Regions from separate parts of the Mus musculus genome. Here region 2 is linked to region 1. A link is a contact called in public promoter capture Hi-C data. All regions are on one chromosome and are shown on one strand. The core of a region is the stretch at or near the end of the contact, and the rest is flanking DNA. Distances in the headings are between cores, read along the strand shown. Region 1 holds the start of A330009N23Rik (RIKEN cDNA A330009N23 gene). Region 2 has its middle 7.1 kb from the start of Gm41405.

The links. Promoter capture Hi-C pulls out the DNA fragments that hold promoters and counts their contacts.
Region 2: a contact with region 1 is called in a promoter capture Hi-C map of embryonic stem cells. The contact joins the enhancer-like site here to the promoter of A330009N23Rik in region 1. A contact is called at or near these places in 6 of 39 promoter capture datasets (the C10 cell line, the HPC-7 cell line, HPC-7-derived erythroid cells and 4 more), 1 of 15 datasets of contacts at CTCF or cohesin (the NIH/3T3 cell line), 8 of 484 Hi-C or Micro-C datasets (embryonic fibroblasts, embryonic stem cells, frontal cortex and 2 more), 8 of 115 datasets of contacts at active chromatin or transcription factors (astrocytes, differentiating embryonic stem cells, embryonic basal ganglia and 4 more) and 1 of 9 other capture datasets (liver).

What each region holds. Positions count from the first base shown.
Region 1 is chr15:101,220,887-101,228,210 of GRCm38.p6, reverse strand. It overlaps A330009N23Rik (RIKEN cDNA A330009N23 gene), which reads left to right and starts at 3,025. Exons shown (of 3, transcript NR_045328.1): 1 at 3,025-3,237; 2 at 4,578-4,730; 3 at 6,022-7,020. It overlaps Grasp (GRP1 (general receptor for phosphoinositides 1)-associated scaffold protein), which reads right to left and starts at 4,004. Exons shown (of 8, transcript NM_019518.3): 1 at 3,667-4,004; 2 at 1,248-1,297. The coding sequence starts at 3,909. AU021063 (expressed sequence AU021063) reads right to left here and starts at 6,964. Exons shown (of 3, transcript NR_045996.1): 1 at 6,886-6,964; 2 at 6,597-6,733; 3 at 6,056-6,422.
Region 2 is chr15:102,048,708-102,056,031 of GRCm38.p6, reverse strand. No RefSeq gene overlaps it. Among named protein-coding and RNA genes, the nearest start is that of Gm41405, 7.1 kb to the right of the region's middle. Within about 2 kb of position 3,796, at least 147 of the 459 cell types and tissues checked have an H3K27ac peak or open chromatin away from gene starts, as enhancers often do. A contact at or near this core is called in astrocytes, differentiating embryonic stem cells, embryonic basal ganglia and 6 more, where this site is marked.

The sequences.
Region 1 (7,324 bases), core at 1,776-4,275:
CCGAACTGAAGGCAGCCTGCTGGACACAATGGTCTGGAACTGCTCCAGATCCTAGGCTGATGGGGGAGCCCAGAGTTTCCTTTGCCCACCCCTTCCCCTTCCTTTCCACCAGCCAGAGGCAGAATAAAGTGGCTGCGAAAGCCTCTTTGAGTCTGGCAGCCTCAGAAAGGCCCTGGAGACGAGGCCTCTAGCTTCTATCCTGAGTCACAGCCCCTGCCACCTAAGGCTGTGCAAGATACTTCTCTTCCTTGGGAGCCCCGTATGTTGTGGGGCAGGAGCAGTGGAAGTTCTCTGTCTGTCCCAGTGCTTTCTGGGTTCCTGGAAGGGTCTGCGAACTTTTACTGGCAAGAGCCAGATAGCGAATATTTTAGGTTTTGTGGGCCCTGTATGGCCTCTGTCATATATTATTCTTTGTTTTTATAACCCTTTAAGATATTGAAATAAGCTGGGCACGGTGGTGCATGCCTTTTTTTAAGCCCAGCACCTGGAAAGCAGAGGCAGGGGGATCTCTTGAATTCCAGGACAACCAGGGCTCTGTAGAGAGACCCTGTCTCAAAACGCAAAACAACAGCAACAACAACAGCAACAACAACAACAACAACAACAAATGTATGTGTGAGCATATATCATCAGATTCTTAGTTAAAGGGCCAAACAGACCAACCTGGCCAGGAGGTCACAGTTTGCAGAACCATGTCAGGGGAAGCCAGGGTCTTGGGCATGAGACATAGGCAAAAAGGGAACCTGAGCCCCAGGTCCTAGGATGAGCGCCTGTCCATTGTCCAGATCTCAGAGCCTTCCCAAACTGCAGCTATGGCATAGCACCAATGTAAGACTAAAAGCCTGATTCATAAAACCCATCAGACTCAAACATCTGGTCACAGAATGCCCATGGTCTGGGCCTGCGGGGCTGGGTGGGCTCAGGGAATAAGCCAAGGAGCACGAGTTAGGGGACTTCCATGGTATCTTCTCCTTCCCACCCCCACCTCTCACTAATCCAGCTCTTCCAGAAAGACACAACTGGCATTGATTGGGGGTGGTTAAGGAGCACCTAATGACTCAGAAGAGCCCCCCTTGTTCTGCCGCCCCTTCACACAGCCCACACCCCCACCTGCCCCTCAATCCCAGTGGGGAAGTCATGCTCAAGGATGGGAGATGCCTCCTAGGGGGCTGGGCTGAGATGCTCCATCCCCACCCCCACCACCTCACTTTTCTGGACAGCAGGGACTTTGGGTGGGGGTGACTCACCGTTGCTGTTCAGGACTCTGAGTGAAATTCTTCCAACGGAATCCTGAGCCCTGGGTGGTAAAACAGTCAGAAGACAATGAAAAGGCTATCCTGGGGCAGATGCTGAGAAGGTGCTATCTTGGGGCAGATGCTGACAAGGAGCTATCCTGGGGCAGATGCTGAGAAGGGGCTATCCTGGGGCAGATGCTGAGAAGGGGCTATCCTGGGGCAGATGCCGACAAGGGGCTATCCTGGGGCAGATGCCGACAAGGGGCTATCCTGGGGCAGATGCCGACAAGGGGCTATCCTGGGGCAGATGCCGACAAGGGGCTATCCTGGGGCAGATGCCGACAAGGGGCTATCCTGGGGCAGATGCCGACAAGGGGCTATCCTGGGGCAGATGCCGAGAAGGGGCTATCCTGGGGCAGATGCCAACAAGGGGCTATCCTGGGGCAGATGCCGACAAGGGGCTATCCTGGGGCAGATGCCGACAAGGGGCTATCCTGGGGCAGATGCCGACAAGGGGCTATCCTGGGGCAGATGCTGACAAGGAGCTATCCTGGGGCAGATGCTGAGGAACCCTTTCTGGAAGGACTCTCACCTGAGCCCAACTCTGACACAGCACCCCACTTCCTGCTGCCTGTCTTTTCCTTCCTAGCTACACCTCTGCTTTGGCGCTAATTTAACTATTTGCCAAATGTAGCTGCTGTTATCACTCCCAGAGTTCACACGGTCCCTGGGACCTCAGGGTCACATCTATTCTGGGTTCTAGATCAGTAAACTCCACCTCTGCTAACCAGCTTGGAGAAGCCTGTGACTCTAGAATAATCTCACCACTGGCATCATGTCTGATGGGTCCAGACCTTCCGGGCCCCAAAAGCTGAGGCAGGAGCTTCCCCGAGTTGAAGAAGGAAGCCATAGACTTAGGGTTCTTACTCTACAGATTCCCACCAGCTGAGTCTGTCCATTTAATGGTTCAAGCAGACCCAGTATTCAGGAGAGCAGAGAGCCAGGGGCCTGGCAATGACAGCCTGAATGTGACAGAGGTGCCAAATCTCCTAAGAACAGGTTGCTTGGGGGTAGGTGGGACAGTAGATTCCAGATGAAGCTGGCTGTATGCCCTCCAAACCTGAGTCTCTTGATATTGCCATGAATTTTTTTCTAGAACAAAATAATTATTGAATAAATAAAAACAAGTAAATCTCAGAATCAAACTTGTCTCACTATGCTTGAAAAACTGGGAGCTTTTTTTGTTTTTTTTTTTAGAATGTCCTGAACTCTTCCGGACCCCAGATAACCTAAAAACAACCTCTGTCCCTCCTAAGATTTTAGTTCTTGGAGGAAGTCTCATCTGGGACCAACCCTTTCCCCAAGTGCCAAACTGCCTGAGGCCTTCCTGGTCTGTGCTTTTGTTAACACTCTCTACCCCCATAAGCTACCCTAAAGCAAGGAAGAGAAGGGGACCCTCTTCCTCCAGAAGCAGACTAACCTCTGGGTGGGGACAGTATCCAAATAGGCCAAGAAGGAAGGACCGGTCAGTACAGAGAGACCCCTTTGTTTTTCAACCCGATTTTCATAAAATGCAAGTTCTCAACAAGCTGTTCATTGTGTGTAGGGGGAGCCAGGGACCATGAGAGAAGGAGGGGGCCGCATAGGGAAGGGCTACCCATTCTTTCTCTTTAACCTGGGTCTTGGCTCTCAGCATCTGAAGACTCAGGTTCTCTCAGGCCAGAGGAAGAGTTTCACTTAGAGGGAGACTTAGGGCAGAGGGCGGGTGCGGCCCGCATCCTTCCTGCCCTGTGACTCTCCCACAGCGTCCGGTCCTGGCTGAAGTTAGAAGAGCTACGCTTTCACATCCCGCATCTAAGATGCGGTACAAAGCACGAGGCCCTGAGCCCAAGAAGCCGAGTGTTCCTGCGGAGGGGGAGTTTTTGGGAATTCGCAGCACTACTTCTAAGGGGCCATTAATCTCTCTCCCGCCCAGGGCTCCAGGACCCTCAACTTGTTCGAGGCAAGTGGTGAGGTTCCTTCTCTATCCCTGCTCCAACTTGAGAAGGTGCTTGGGCGGCAGGGTCCTGAGAGTTTTTAGACTTCTGGACACCCGCAGGCGGAGCAGGAGGCGGCAGAAAGCCAGATGGAGCAAGCTGTAGAAAGGGGGTGCTGGGGCGGAGTTAAGGCAAGAGAGTGGGAGGAGATGGGGCATCCGCGTGTGGGGAATGGAGCGGAGAGCCACCCGAACTGGGGGCGTTGTGATGGCGGGGGCTACAGCCTTCTGAGACCCGAGTGGGCAGGTTTGCACCTTCTGGGCGGAGCAAGGCGGGTGGCCCAGGGTCGCAGGGCCGGGGAATGTGGCAGTCATCGGCGCTGCTGCGGGTGAGTGTATCCTGCGGAAGGAAGAAGGCAGGGTACCGAATCTGGGGATGCAGGTTAAGTAACGCACCTTTCGGCGAGGCAGGGTACCCCCGGACACGGCGAGCGCGCGGTACAGCTCGGCAGGGTGATAGTCCTCCAGTGCTGCGTACAGCTCCTCCCCGGGGGCTCCGGGCGGAGCGGCGGCAGCCGGAGGGCCGGAGGGTAGCGGGGCGGCGCGAGCGGCTTCGGAGTCGGGAGCCCGGCCAGCGGGGTCCGGCGCGGCAGTCGCCTCCTCCTTCTGCTGCAGCTTCCTGAGTCGGCGGAGGGTCATGGCTCCGGCGTCCGGCGCCCCTCAGAGGCCGCGCTCTCTCTGCTTGATGGTGTTAGGGACGGCTTTGGGACGCCAGCCCAGCGGGCCGCGTGTAGCCTTGCTTTATAGACTCCCGAGAGGCGTGGGGAGCGGCCTCCAGTGGCCTCGCCCCCCGACACGCAGGCACCGCCTCCAGGGGGGGACCGCTATGGGGAGCCCCGCCCACAGTGCGCAGCCATCAGCCAGGCTCTGGGACACTCTGGGGGACTTGGGCGCTCAGTGGGGGAAATCTAGCTGCCCACGGCAGCGGGAGGGACAGGACATTTGGGGAGAGCAGGGGTTTATATGCTACCTGGAAGCAGTCTGTGAACGTACATTGGATGAAGTTAGGGAATGAATGATGGCCTTAGTGGTTCGTGGAGATGGGGGCACAATAAGGAGTGGTGGTAAATAAACTGGGGGAAGCTTTGAGGTCAGGGTAGCAGTGGGTCAGACTGCAGGAAGCCCTAGACTGGAGAGGGGGAGGCCGGGGCTGCGCAGGGGAGGGTTGGGGTTTCTGAAGAAGGAACTGGGAGAGAGGTACACCTCTGAATTCACCCAGTGGAAGCTCCCGGGGAGTGAGGGGCTAAGGGGTCCATCTTCCCACCTGCATGGTAGAAGAGATAACTAAAGCAGCCTTCCTTTCCCAGGGCTAGGAGAAAGGGAAGCTGTGGAAACCTGCAAGCAGGTTTAAATCCGAGCCCTACTGGGGCCACCCCAAGGCTTGAAATCACCTCTCCACTCTGGATGCTGGAGTTAAGGCTCTCGTTCCTCACCTGGGGTTTGGAATATGCCCAGAGTAGGTGAGTAGATCCTCGGAGTTGGGGCATGACCGGCGCTGAGCCTTTCTCTAGTCCTGTCTTAGATACCATCCCTCAAGCTCTTTGTTACCATGGCTGCCAGGCTGTGGGAGAGGCGGGGATGACCCACAGCCCAAGTCTGTCGTCAGTGGCGCCCAAATAAGAAGCAAAAGAGGGAAGCAGTTGGTTGTCTAGCCACCACAGACGGAGCCTGGGGCTCCACATTCGGACATGAGACACCACGCGTGCTCTTTACATACATCATTACAAACCTTATGAAACAGGTACCATTATCATCCCTCCCAGAGGGGGAAACTGAAACCCAGACAGAAAGCACCTTGCTAGGAGGGTTGCTCAGTGACCAAGTTGACAGTCCAAACAAGGCAGCCCCATTCTGGAACTTCTGCCTTACTCTGTGATGCTGACTTCAATGCTTCATCGTGAGGTTGAGCCCGACTCTGTGCCAGGGGCTGGCTAGGCACTGGTGTGACAGAGGTGTTTGGTCTGGGAGCCGGTTGCATGCTGTACATGTGCTGTGTAAGACCCATACCATGGGGGAGCAGAGGCCAGAAGGCCATATCTCAGAGGCCAGAAAAGACTTTCTTCTACCCGTTCATCAGTCTGGCTGTCTCCTTGTGTCTTGCCTCCCCTCCTCCAGCCCCCTACTCTCACCCAGGCCCCTGTGCCCTCACTACACAAGAAGTATAAGTGGGAAGGGTGGCTTAGGGACTATGTTAGCTAAGATGTCTCCCTTAATGCTTCTCTCCCTGATTTAACCACCAAGTGGCCATCGGTTGAGGGGCCAAGGGAGAGTCAGTGGAGAAACATGGGACTCTTATTGAGAGCATTAACACAGATGGACCCCTGGACCGTCTGTTGCCTGACAGACGGCATCTGTAGTGGGGGAGGGGGTGGGGAGTTACGAAGGTAGAAGACAGAAAAGTTTGTATTGCGTTCATTCTAGTTCTTATCCACGAAAGGACCCTCCCCCCACACACCCCCAACGAGATCCTGTGCCACCTATGAAGGTGCCACCTGCCTACTCTGGAGGATTAGTGAATGCGTATCTAACAGCCCTGTTGACAGAAGTCCTTTGTGCTGATTAGAGGTAAACACCTCTTCCCCCACAACCCCAGTTTGTGCAGGTCCGATTGCCTCTTGCCTCCAGGTGAGAAGCCACCACAGGGAGCTGAAGTTCTCACCTAAGCAAGAAGGTGCTAGAAAACCCAGAGCAAGTGTGAGCCCAGAAAAGGCAATTTCTCTAAGTCCTTGGCATGATTTTCTCAAATCTTAGGATTTCAGAGCTGGAAGAGGCCTCATGTTCTGGAAAAGACGTGTGTGGTCCAAGCCCTCCTGCCTGAGACAGCAGTCAGAGAGGGAAAGACTGCCCCGGAATGGATTTAGGAACCCAGGACTCTTGACAAAGACTGCTAATTCAGCAGCTGGCAGCTGGGGAGCGGACTGCCTGATTCCTCTGCGGTTCCACAGTTTCTCCAGGGAGGATTGGAGAGTCCTGGGTGCCTCCCTGTGGGATGGTGGCACCCTCTGCTGGTCGTGAGCCTTGTGGTGGAACTATCTCCAGACTCAAAGCCGTCTGGTGCTCGGCGCCACCTGGAAACCTTGCCATATTTTGGGATCCCATACAGCATTTGTTCCTCCAGGAGGATCTGTAGTGAGCTGGTAACTGAGTTCACACTGAGGAAGTTGTGAGGAGGGAGATGCTGCCGGTTAAAAGTACTCCACAGCACGGCTCCAGAGCTCAGCCTTCTCTGCCCCACCTCCTCTTATGCCACGCCCCTTGCCTAGCATCTGTTCCCCTCCTCCAATTAGCCTTACCCAGGCCTCCTGCCTCTCCAGAATGTCCCTTACCTCCTCATGCCTCTTAGCAAATCCCCTGTGGATCTGCTCCTGAGAAATCTATACTTCGTCTGCAACTTATGTCGAAGCAGGTGTCTTGTTCCCAGGGAGTTCATGTTTCCCAGTTCTTTGGCTCCAGCTGCTCCATCCTAAGATGGGGTTTAAGGGTGGGGGGAGGGGAGACCTGGGTAGCATGGGATTAGTAGAGGCTGTCTAACGGACAAAGCCCCTTCTCACTTCTTTAAGGACAACCCCTTGCCAAGTCTCCCACCAATCCACAATTCCCTGTGACCCCACAGACCTGCTTAAGTTCTGGGGAACCCTCGGAAAGTTGGAGCACTAGAGCTGCGAAAGTTCAGACGCTGTAGAGTCCCAGTGAGTCAGTTACTTCAGGGCACAGAACTAGCAAGGATGAATAAATAGCTCTATGGATGCCGCCTCTGCTTCTGTGTGGGAGGGGGGAGGGGAGGGGATGGGGAGGGGAGTTAGCAGCAAGAGAGGGCCTGGGGCTCAGCTGGCTCTCTGGTACACCAGGAATGATGGGCTGGGCCTCAGCTGCATGACATCACTGCTTGCAGGAGGTATAGAACAGCCGGTGGGCAGCTGGCTGGGCAGGGAATGCTTGTTTTCTTAATGACTCCTATTGCCTAACAGCGTTCTCGCGGTACAGTGTTGTGTTGGTGCTGGGGCCCTGCTGCGGGAGAGTTCTAGCAGGTCTGATCCAGTACAGTTCAGAGATC
Region 2 (7,324 bases), core at 2,547-5,046, 830 kb before region 1:
GTGAGAAGAAGCTGACATTTGGAACATGTTTGCAATCTTTTGACTCAGAAGGCAGAGGCAGTTGGACTGGTAGGTGTTCAAAGCCAGTCTGGTCTACATAGTGAGACCCCACCTCAGAAAACAAAGCAAACCTGGCTTTGTGGCAAACACCTTTAATTCCAGCACTGGGGAGGCAGAGGCGGAGGGGGGGGGGATCTCAGAGTTGGAGGCTGGCCTGGTCTAACAGAGAAAGTTCTAAGACAATTAGGGTGACAGAGAAACACTGTCTCCCATAACCAAAACCAAAGTAAAGACTGGGGATGTGGCTCAGTGGTTATGGGTACTAGCCATTCTTCCAGAGGGCCCAGGTCTGATGGCTACTACCCACTTGGCAGCTCATAACTATCTGTTACTCCAGTACCAGGAGATCCAATGCCATCTTCTGCCTTCCGTGGACACTGCATGCCCATGGTGCACAGGCATACAAGGAGGCAAAACACCGGTACACAGAGAGTAAAGTAAGAGGAAAAGACAACAAAACAAAGGTAGAAGAAATGATTCCTATGGTAAAGAAAGGCACCTGTTGCCAAACCTCACAACCTGAGCTCGATCCCTGGAACTTGCATGGTGGAAGGAAAGAACCAAGCTGGGTGAGGTGGGGCACACCTCTGATCCCAGCACTCAGGAGTCGAGGCAGGCAGATCTCTGTAAGTTCCAGGCCGGCCTGGTCTACAGAGCGAGATCCAGATAGCCAAAGTTACACAGAGAAACTCTGTCTTGAAAAATCAACCAGCCAACCAACCTATCAAAAACAAGAGAGAGAGGGAAGGTTGGGCTCCAACGGAGAGATCTGCCTGCCTTTGCCTCCCTAGTGCTGGGATTAAAGGCATTCACTGCCACACACGGCTTGAAATAAATAAAAAATTTAAAAAGTAGTAAAACAGTCTTCCTTTTAAACTTAAAATACAGATAACAAATCCAAGCTAGAAAGATGCCTATTGATGGTGACATTTTGTTTACTTTCTTTTTTTGAAGATGGGAATGTGGTATGGGATTCAATATATAACCTTGGATGGCCTGGAACTTGCTTATATTATATACCTGGCTGATCACAAGCTTTCCTGCTCCTGCCTCCTGTGTGCTGGCATTGCAGGCAGGAACCACCATGCCCGACTAAGGTCCACATCTTAACTCTCTTTCGTTCTGTGTCTTTTCCTTGGGTGTTTAGCTGCAGAGCCCTTCTTAGCAGGCGGTCTGACTCATATTCATTTATTCATTCGCATATGCAACGTTTTCAGAAGACTATTAAATCCAGAAATTTCAATTAGAGTAATTAAAGCAATTGAAAATTGGTCACAGTGGAAGTATTTGTACTATAGAAGTTGACAGACACTACAGGTCACAGGTGCCTTTTACAAACATTTTCGTAGAGGCAGAGGGGAGAGGGAGGGGATGGGGATTTGTGGAGGGGAAGCTGGGAAGGGGGATAACATTTGAAATGTAAATAAATAAAATAATCAATAAAAATGAAAAAAAATGAAATCATATTGTGTGTGTGTGTGTGTGTGTGTGTGTGTGTGTGTGTGTGTGTGTGTGTAGTGAGACATTTTCAATCCCAGAGACTGAGGAGTACCAGAGCAGGAGGATCAGCCTGAGCCTGGTCTACACAAACACAGACACACACAGACACACACAGACATACACACACACACACAGACACACACACACACACACACACAGACACATACAGACACACACACACACACACACACACACACACACACACACACACACCTCAAACCACTCAAAACTAAAAATGTCCCATTTATTGGTGACTTAACACAGTTTGGAATGACCTAAGTCTGGGATATGATACTGAGCAAGCCCATCTCTGCTCACGGACACTTACAGCCTGAGGTGCACTGCACTACTTAATACAGTGAGGAACATTAGCCCCCTAGCTACTGGTGTGCATTTTAAAATGTAAAATAAATGACATTCCAAAATCATCTCTTTGTTCATGCAGCCACATTGAAAGCTGTATATGATTGGTGACTATTGAATACACAGAGGCCATTATTACAGAACGTTCCAGCACAGGTGCTGCTGGAGGCAGCAGGAAGAACAGGTTATGTGATCCAGATGAGACCTAACAAAGGAGAGAACTGAGCACTCTGCGTTGATGCCCCGTCCCCCCTGCCCTGCCCCCTGCACCAGGGTGGAAGTCAGCACCATGAACCCATGAGACAAGAACTACCACTGAGCTACACTTTCAGCCTGTCCTGGGGATTCTAAATGTTTTAAAATTAAAGTACACAAAACATTATGGCTGGAGAGATGACTCCATGGTTAGGACGGCTTGGTTTTGTAGAGGGCTTGGGTTTGGTTCACAGCACCCACATACTGGTTTACAACCATCTGTAACTCCAGTTTCAGGGGATTTGATACGCTCTTCTGACTTACATCAGGAGCCAGACACTCATGTGGTGCATAAACACACATGCAGGCAAATATTCATACACATAAAGTAAAATGAAATATACAAATGTATGTATATACAATATACACATATGTATTTTCATAAAAGAATAATAATTTGTTTTTTCACACAAGATATATTCTCACCTGATATACCTTACTTTTTTCTATGCATTTTACCAAAAAAAGTAATTAAAAAAGGATTTATTTATTTATTATATGTAAGTACACTGTAGTTGTCTTCAGACAAACCAGAAAAGGGCGTCAGATTTCATTACAGATGGTTGTGGATCACCACATGGTTGCTGGGACTTGAACTCAGGACCTCTGGAAGGGCAGTCAATGCTCTTACCCGTTGAGCCATCTCTCCAGCCCTGTATGCATGTTTATATGGAGGCCAGAGATCAATCTCAAATTTTGTTCCCTAGGAGTCAATGTTCTCTTTTTGTGTTTTTGTTTTTTTGAGACAGGGTTTCCCTGTGTAGTCCTGGCTGTCTTAGACCTCGCTCTGTAGACCAGGCTGGCCTCAAACTCACAGAGATCCGCCTGCCTTGTCTCTTGAGTACTGGGATTAAAGGCATGAGCAACCACAGCCTGACTTGCTACCCTCCTCCACTTTTTGTTTGTTTGTTTGTTTTTTCAGATTTATTTATTATATGTAAGTACACTGTAGCTGTCTTCAGACCATGTGGTTGCTGGGATTTGAACTCAGGACCTTCCGAAGAGCCGTTGGTGCTCTTAACCGCTAAGCCATCTCTCCAGCCCGCCTCCTCCACTTTTTAAAGACTTATTTTGTGTGTAGGGATATTTTGCCTGCATGTATGTATGTTCACCACATGGAGGTCAGAAGAGGGTGGCAGATCCCCTGGAAGTGGATTTATAGAAAGTTGTGGGTGCTGGGGTTAAGGCCTGGATCCTCTGCTAGAGCAAGAAGTGCTCAAAACCACCAAGCAAAGCCATCTCTCTAGCCCATTCACTTGCTTTTTGTTTTGTTTTGTTTGTTTCCTGAGACAGGGTCTGGAGCTGCCTGACTAGGCTGGGTGGCCAGGCAGCTCTTGAGATTTACTTGTCTGTCTGAAGTGCTGGGGTTACACGTGGAAGTGATGGGATTACCTCTCACTAGCCCCACTCTTGGCTGGGCGCCGCTGAGGGGCAACGAGGAACTGGAAGAGAAAACGGGCTTGTGCCCAGGTGGGAGCCACTGCCAAAATGATCGATAAGAAAGGTGCTGAACCCAAGCTGAGCTGGAGTGAGGCCGCGGGGCTGGAAGGGCGCACCTGCTTAAAGAGCAGCCTGGGCTCTGCGCCATGCTCAGTCAGTCCCGACCCAAACCGCGTGGGGAAGCCGCGTTTCTGCCTGCCCTCCCTTTGCCTCACCGCGTCCTGGGACTCTGGGTACGGGGTGCATGGTGGGCGGGTTGCCTCCCGGCTCAGCTGCGCATGCTCTGTAGTCAGAAGGTGGCGCATGGATGCCGTGATCCAAATGCCCCCCCGCGCTCCCCCCCGCGCCCCCCCCCCCCCCCCGCTGCCGCAGCTCAGCAACTCCAGGCTCCTGGTCTCATTGAGTCTATTGGAATTCGGGGCACATTTTCTGCGCCTCCTTTCTTCGCTTCCCGACAGTCCCTAGCTGGAAGGATCTTCTGATTTCCAGATAGCTCTTGGACTGGAGAGAACCTTCGAGTCTTGCGCTCCAACAACCCCACACCAATTTCCCAAGAAAAGTTCGTGGGAGCTCTTTGTTATCATAATTACCCAAAGAAGAATTAAATAATTTTGGAGTGCGTGCTCATGTAAGGGTCGGGTTTTTTTGTTTGTTTGTTTGTTTTTTGTTTTTAAATCAATCTTGTGGCACACGAATGAAAATCCCATCCTCCCACCCCCAGCATGCGCAACCAGGAGGATAGGTTCTGGGTCCTCCTTGGTAACATAGCCAGTTCAAGGCCAGCCTAGGGAGCAAGCTATCCTGTCTCAAACACAAATTCTGTTATAGTTTGACAAAGTCTGTAAGTTCGAGCCTCACAAGCTGGGGGTATGTGATAAATACAAAATCTTTATATATTTTCATTTTTACTATTAAACATTTTAAATTACATTTATCTATTTGTGTGTGTGTGTGTGTCTGTGTACATAGGCCTTGGTGCATGTATAGAGGTCAGAGGACAAACTTGAGCAGTTGGGAATCTATCCACTACGAGGGTCCCTGGAGGGAGCTTAGGTTGTCAGACTTGGGACTAGTCACCTTTGTTGAGCCATCTTGTATATGAGTATATGTGTTTATATGTGTGTGTCACATGTGTGTGTCCGTGTCCGTGTCCGTGTCCGTGTGTGTGTGTGTGTATGTGTGTGTGTGTGTCCATGGAGGACCTCAGATGCTCTGGAGCTGGAGTTACAAGCAGTTGTGAGCCACTTGAGGTGGGTGCTCGGAATCTAACTCAGGTCCTCTGGAATGTTGATACGAATGCTCTTAACTTGCGGTTTCTTGGTCCGCAGGTCAGTCAATGGTGTCTGCAAGAGAGAGAGAGAGTGGGGACTGAGGAACAAGAGACTGGAAGAATGGAGACAAGACAGGCTATCTGATCAAGTCTCAAGTCTTTTTATTGAAAGGCAACTATGGGCATATAAGCATAAGTCAGGGAGTGCAGCTGGAGACACGTAACCACAGGTCCAGGATGTGTAGGAGAAAACCAAGATGTTATCAGCGTGTGGTGGGCTTCTTGCAAAAACATCATGCTAGGAAAACAAGTCTCTCGTCAGGGTGGAAAAGTTCCAACCTGTAAGTAAATAGCCCAAGATGGCTGCAGAGATGATAGCCGCTTTCTGCTAAGAGTCGGCTCCCAACAGTTTCTGCTATCCTGTTTAAAATTGCAGTTTGACATCATTGTAAAGAGAATTATGCAGTTGTAGGAGGTAAAACAGGGATCCATGTACTTTTTTACCCAGTTTTTCTCCAATTTTTATTTATTTTATTTTTAAATAGGTTTCACTCTAGCCCAAGAGGGGCCTGAACTCACTACATAGGCTAAGCTTAGCCTTGAACTCCTAATCCTCCTGTCTCATCTCTGCAGTTCCAGACCTGATGGTTACACCTGGGGGGAATTATAGCACAATATCACACGACATCGGCATGGATGAGGAGCTCAACATTTGGGTTTATAATCCCAGCACTCAGGAGGCAGAGGCAGGCGGATTTCTGAGTTCGAGACCAGCCTGGTCTACAGAGTGAGTTCCAGGACAGCCAGGGCTACACAGAGAAACCCTGTCTCGAAAAAAACAAAAACAAACAAACAAAAAAAGAATGTTGCCTACATGGAATTATATGGCTTGCAGACTTTGGAAGTTGGCTGTTTTCAGTCAGCTAGTTCTCTGGAGATCTACCCAGGCTCTCAAACATCAATAGTTTGTTTATAGTTGAGTATTTCACAGGATGGATGGACCCCCCCCCCCCCATTTGTTTAACTGTTTACCCACTGAAGGGCATCTGGACTAGCTCCAGTTTTTACTTGGTCAGGATAAAGCCTTCATTCTTGTAGAATGTTTTTGTGAGTACAAGTTTTTATTTTTCTAGGATAAATGCCCAGAAGTACAATTGTTGTGTTGTATATTTGGCTTTTAAAGAAACTGCCAAGCCATTTTCCACAGTGACTGCACCATTTTACATTCTGACCTGTGGTCTATATAAGGGAGTCAGTAAATTCTTATTTTATGGGGGCTGGAGAGATGGCTCAGTGGTTAAGAGCACTGGCTGCTCTTCCTGAGGTCCTGAGTTCAATTCCCAGCAACCACATGGTGGCTCTGTAATGGGATCTGATGCCCTCTTCTGGTGTGTCTGGAGACAGCTACAGTGTACTCATATACATAAAATAAGTGCATCTTTAAAAAGTTATATGTAAGTGTATTTTGCCTCTGTGTGTGTATGTATATCATGTATGTACAGTGCTCTCAGAAGCCAAAAGAGGACATCGGATCTCTTGAAACTGGAATGGCAGACGACCATGAGCTAGCTGATGTGGGTACTAGGGACAGCAAGTGCTCTTAACGAATGAGCCATCTCTCCAGCCCCCACCTCCCCTTGTGATTCTAATACACATTTCCCTAGTGACTAAAGATGCTGAACATCTTTTCTTGTGTTCATTTGTTATTTCTGTATTCTCCTCTGGGGATATTTTTGTATTGGATAGTATTATGTCAGCTTGACATAAACTAGAGTCAATTGATAAAATGCCTCCATAAGATTGAGCTATAGGGCATTTTCTTAATTAGTGATCAATGGGGGAGGCCTCAGTCCATGGTGGGTGGTGCCATCCCTGAGCTAGTGACCCTGGGTTCTATAAGAAAGCAGGAGGAGCAAGCCATGAGGAGCAAGCCAATAAGAAGCACCCCTTCGCAGCTTCTGCATCATCTCCTTCCTCTAGGATCCTGACCTGCTTGACTCCATCCCCTCACTGTTTCTGATGATGGATGAAGCATTTGTATATGGAACCAAATAAACTCTCTCCCAGGTTGCTTATTGGCTGTGGTGTTTCATCACAGCGATAGTGACCCTGACTAGGCCAGCTTTCTAGCTGAATGGCTTCACTGCTGAGTTCTGGAGTCCTTCATGTGTTTTGTGGCTGTCATCACCGGAAGGGTTGCAAACTCTCTCCCAGTTTGCTGCATGCTCATTTGCATGCTTGCATCCTCTCTGTCTCTCTCTTCCCTTCCCCCTCCCTTTCTCCTATACTAGGGGCTAACCAGCCCCTCAATCACTGAGACACCTCTCGTCTTTTTGGTATTTTGTTTTTATATTGAGACAGGGTCTCACTAAACTGTCTAGATTACCCTTGAATTCACTCCGTTACCTAAGCTGGCCTTGGATGTTTGAGCTTTCT